2 separate regions of the Gossypium hirsutum genome follow, and region 2 is linked to region 1. The links are chromatin contacts, called in public Hi-C maps. All regions are on one chromosome and are shown on one strand. Each heading gives the region's core, a stretch centred on a gene start, on an enhancer-like site or on the middle of the called end of the contact. The rest is flanking DNA. Distances are from core to core; before and after follow the strand shown. Region 1 holds the start of LOC107961976 (glucose-6-phosphate/phosphate translocator 2, chloroplastic). Region 2 holds the start of LOC107961978 (beta-glucosidase 46).

Region 1 (2,700 bases), core at 181-2,680:
AAACAATCTCACCGTCCCATTGCCTCCAAACGACAACGTGCATTACATGTTGAAACTCACGTGACTACTTTCTTTCCCATTCCAATTGCACCATCGAATGCTGTTCCAACTGCTACACCTAAATTTACATCTTGCACCAGCCGCCAATCAATCAAACTGATATATATATATAATATTTTCCCACCATTTTAAGAGTTAGAAAATTTTGATCCGTCCAAATAATATAGCATGAAAAAAAGGAAAAAAGAAAAAAGGTTTAACGATCAAAAACACATGCAGATTGACAGGTGTCTTTTTGGGTCCAGATTTTTATTGCTTGGGATTGTCTTTACATGTTCAATAATGGGGGTGCTCAGTTGCTGCAAGAAAATTAGCGGTGAAGAATTGAGACCAATGTTATGGGCTGTTGCCATCAACTATAATTGGTCATTTGGTATGGCTACACAGTGCTGAAGACATATAATAATATAAACACTGTCCACTATGATATTATTGGTGGGAAAATATCAAAGAAAAGAACGTTCCATATTTTTAGGTGGCTGAAAATTTGTTTAAGGAAATTCAATTTAGTTGTAGGTGGAATTTGGAACCTTAATTTAAGCATTATTCAAGAAATACAAAGGAAAGTTCATGCAAGTTTGACTACTGTTTTCCCATGTTCTAAAATTTGCAGCTTGACAATGGTTAAGAGAAATAATGGGTGATATCAAAGAAAACAAAGTTGGAAGTCCAATTTGCAAACATGCACTTATTCATTAGAAATTTCAAATTACTCTCGTTAAATATGACTCCTATTTTCAGTCAAATTTAAAAAATAATTTTTTAGTTAAACTCTGTTTACTTGTTTCAATCAAATACTGATTAGTTTAGATTATTTTATTATTATTTGACCTATAAATTTAGCGTATAAATCGACTCTTTTACAATCTTAGAAATACACACTTAATAGATATTAGAACTCATAACACATTTAGAGAATCTTGTGTTTACGTTTTGAGGGTTCTTTGTTTTCGGGTTTTCGAGGTTTAGTCTTTATTTTCATCTTTTGTACTCTTTGTTCTTTTGCCATTATAGTAAAATTATCTTTATCTGTGATTTTTTATCCACTTTGGAGGTGTTTTTTCACGTTAAATTTGTGTGTTTAATTTCTTAATTTATTCCTCTATTTTTTTTACTTGTTATTTAATCGAGTCGATTCTAACAATTATTTTAAATAATTGTCAAAAGTTGAAGTTATTCGAGTTTTTTAAATTCTTATCCTTTTAAGTTTGCATTAATTTAGACTATATATTGATATAATTTAAGCTTGAATTATTTAGAGGTAAATAATTTGACTTAAATTTAATTTTAGAGTAAACATCCTCAAACTATTAATTTTGTATGATTGAAATTTCATTTTTCATAATGGGAGAACTGAATAAGGTTAAGAAAAACAAAGGAGAAGGATATTTTAGTAAAAAAAAAAAAAACCAAACAAACAAACAATCTAAAACCGAGTAAGCATGTCCAACTCTGCAAGCGAAGAAAAATCAACAGTACCGCCTCATCTTGGAGGCGTCTTCTTCCTTCCTCTGCTCTTCACTTTCCTATAAATTCCCCTCTCTGCTTTGCCCTTCTTTTCACCCCAAACCAAACCAAACCACAACCTTTCTTTGCTTCTCTCTGAGACTCTTTACATCTATCAAACTTCCAGATTTTCCTACAAATATCACGTTCCTCTCACTGTTAAACTCACATTCTCTTTGAAAAACATACTAAAGCACCATGCTCTCTTCAATTAAGCTCTCCCCATCTTCTTTCACTTCCACAGGTTTCTTACCCAAGAGACGTTCAATCCCCACACCACAATTCTCTCCATTACCCATTATCAAGAGCCTCCACAGTGCCTTCCCCACCCAGTCTTTCTCTTCTCAAAAACCGCTACATGTTGCCTCCATTGACAATCTTGCAATCCCGAAAAACACCCAGCAGAGGAAAACTGAGTGCCAGGCCTATGAAGCCGACAGGTCTAGGCCTCTGGACATAAATATTGAGTTACCTGACGAGGATGCGAGATTGGAAGCAGCTAAAAGGATTAAGATTGGGATTTACTTTGCTACTTGGTGGGCTTTGAATGTAGTTTTCAACATATATAACAAGAAGGTTCTCAATGCTTTCCCTTTCCCTTGGCTGACCTCTACCCTATCTTTGGCTGCTGGCTCTTTACTGATGCTCATATCTTGGGCCACTAGAGTTGCTGATGCTCCTAAAACCGACTTTGAGTTTTGGAAGACCCTTTTCCCTGTAAGTTTTTCTACGTTTTAACCACTTCGCAAGAATAGAGACTTTTTTGAACATGTTAAGAAATTTATTGATGGGTTTGCATGTTTTAGGTTGCGGTGGCACATACAATTGGGCATGTAGCAGCAACTGTGAGCATGTCAAAGGTCCCTGTTTCATTCACACATATCATCAAGAGTAGTGAACCTGCATTCAGCGTTTTGGTTTCAAGATTTTTGTTAGGGGACTCATTTCCAATGCCAGTTTACTTGTCCCTTGTACCAATTATTGGAGGTTGTGCACTTTCAGCTTTGACTGAGCTCAATTTTAACATGACTGGTAAGAAGAAAGCAAGCCTGATTGAATTAACCTCTTTTCTCTCTTTTCTATGATACAAATTTGAGCTTTGCATTGTGATTGTGTTTCAGGTTTCATGGGGGC
Region 2 (2,700 bases), core at 138-2,637, 240 kb after region 1:
TGCGATTCTCTTTTGTCTTTTTTATTTTAAAATAATAATAAAATAGTTATTACACATAAAATTAAATAGTAAATTACTTTTTCGACTTAAAATTTTTATCTATTTTTATTATTATTTAACATTTTACGTATATCTCATGTTAATGTATAAAAATTAATTTTAAACTATAAAAATTAATTAAATTTTTAATATCATGTCTAATTTGCTCTTTAATTTAACATACAAAAATTAATTTACTTATTTTTTGAAAACGGAGAAAAATACAATTCGATTCTTAATATAGAGGCCTCTATAGTACATTCTCAAGAAATCATATATTATTAAGCCTCGAAGTAGGCATATTTTCCCAATTATGTATTTAAATTTTTTTTGTCCTAGATTAATACATAAACTATTATTCCGTTATCTTCTTCAACTTTTTTTCTAAACGGTGTTAAAAAAATCAGTTGTCACTGACACCTTTCAACCAATAAGAATGTGCCATATGGTACTTTGGTTTGTTTATTAATATTATATATAATATTGATTAGAAATTAAATAAAATCATAAATAATATATAAATAATTTAAAAAAATTGAAAGGTAAAAAAATTCTAGAATATATAAATACAAATATATAATATTATATAAAAATTTAAAATATATCATAAATTGTTTAAAGAATGACTTTAGAGTTTTTTAAAATTTTCAAAATATATCTATTATTTTTTGCATTTTTAGAATTTAGAATTTTTTAATTTTTAAATAATATTTTGATGTGTCATGTTCTAGTAGCGCCACGTGGACCAGGGGCGTAGCTAGGGGTATATAGGCTATTAAAATGGTGAAATTATATTTTTCACTATCATAAAAATTATAATTTAATTTTGGTCCTCCCTAAATTATTTTTCTGACTTTGCCCTTGACATGGACAATCAAGGTCGGCAACATCTTGTCAATGGTGGGTAAATGCTTTTATTTTAAATAAATATAAGTACTACATGGCACATTCTAATTGGTTGAAAGGTGCCACGCGACTCATTCTAATTGATGTCATGTGGTAATTTTTTTTTAACATTGTTAAGAAAATGACTGAACTGGGTAACAGAATGACAATTTAAGTACCAATTTGAAATAAAAAAGTTTAAATACCAAAACGAAAAAACTACATAATTCGAAGGCCAAATTTAAAAAAAAAACCTTTTGAATAATATTTTTATGATTTGTGGGTCTTGAAACTTTGTTTGGCTACACTGTTCATACAACCAAATTAAATCATCAAGAAGATAGATTCAATGTTGATGAATTCAGAGTTCGGAATTTTAAAACCTTTCTTTAATTTAAAATAGTTGATTAATCAATGAAAGATCAAACATTATAATACTTTTACAATTCAACCCTCCAGTTGGTATACGGTACAAACTCCATTATTTATTTGTCATGGTCAAGGACGGCATGCAACCAACATTTTCATCTTCTCTTCTCCATATCCTGCATCTCTTGTGTTTGGTCATAGCAGCAGATTTGGTATATTGGATTCTCCACGCTTTGCATTCTTTTCTTTGCCTTCCAGATGTTCGTGTTATTGCCACTTCCGGTTTCACCGGAGCTGTTAACGCTGAAACAAAGCTTGGGTAATGGTAATAATAACAATCCATCTTCATTTCCTCCGAACTTTCTCTTTGGAACGGCCTCCTCTGCTTACGAGGTTTGCTTCACCACCATTCTTTCAATTTTTTTATCCTATTGAAAACAAGCAGATGTAATGAATGGTCTGTTCATTTTGGGCAGTATGAAGGTGGTTACTTGAGTGATGGGAAAGGTTTGAACAATTGGGATGTTTAAACCCACAGACCAGGTCATAATTCAACATCGAATTCCTTCAAACTTGCTTTTTGTTTAAAATGATATCCCCATATTCAACAACAACAAATAATTTATTGCAGGAAAGGTCATCGACGGAAGCAATGGAGACGTAGCAGTGGATCATTATCATCGCTATTTGGTAAGCTTACTTCACATCCATGTAGCCTTCTGCACCGCGTTTCGTTCTTTTCCAATTAGCTGAGGTTCACCCCTCAATTCTTTTAAAAGGGTAAATTTCTCCATAGGTCACCCAACTATGGGTCTGTTTTTTTTTTTTCTGTCACTTAACTAAACTAGATTTGTTATCCATTTCCATTTAGTGCCGTTAAGTGTTTAACTCGAAGGTAATATAGTGGTTCAAAAATCGATAAAATCACTAATTTTATGTATTATTATTATTATATATTTTTTAACTATCATATCACCCTTTCGTCAAACATTTAAAGGTAGAGGTGTAATTTCAATCAATTCAAATGGTTTGATTTTTTTATACCAAAAATCAAATAAATTGAATTATCCATGTAAGTCGAATAAATCGAACCAACCTAATGAGTAAAATCGAATAAACCGAATTGAAAATTTTCAATTTTGTTTTTTTCTTAATTGTAAAAAAAAATCTAATTGAGGTAGTTATAATTTTTTTCCTTTAATTTTTTTCAAATAATTTTCTTCTTTCTTCAAATTATTATATTGTATTACTTTTAATTTTATTTTTATTTAAAATTCATTACAAAATATTAAAAATTAAATCAAATAAATTTTAATGAACTCAAAAAATATTTATTTTCTTGCATGGCCAACATACAATTCCCAAGTCTTCTATCGTTCTTAATATTAATTTGCGTTTTTTTAATAT

The links. A called contact is a pair of places that touch in the nucleus more often than the background predicts.
Region 2: a Hi-C map of leaf shows a contact between it and region 1, with 2.1 times the contacts expected there. The contact joins the promoter of LOC107961978 here to the promoter of LOC107961976 in region 1. A contact is called at or near these places in 3 of 34 Hi-C or Micro-C datasets (fibers and leaf).

Annotation. Positions count from the first base shown.
Region 1 is chrA06:116,200,624-116,203,323 of Gossypium_hirsutum_v2.1, forward strand. LOC107961976 (glucose-6-phosphate/phosphate translocator 2, chloroplastic) reads left to right here and starts at 1,431. Exons shown (of 5, transcript XM_016898171.2): 1 at 1,431-2,283; 2 at 2,373-2,598; 3 at 2,688-2,700. The coding sequence starts at 1,765.
Region 2 is chrA06:116,438,128-116,440,827 of Gossypium_hirsutum_v2.1, forward strand. LOC107961978 (beta-glucosidase 46) reads left to right here and starts at 1,388. Exons shown (of 12, transcript XM_016898174.2): 1 at 1,388-1,686; 2 at 1,770-1,836; 3 at 1,925-1,983.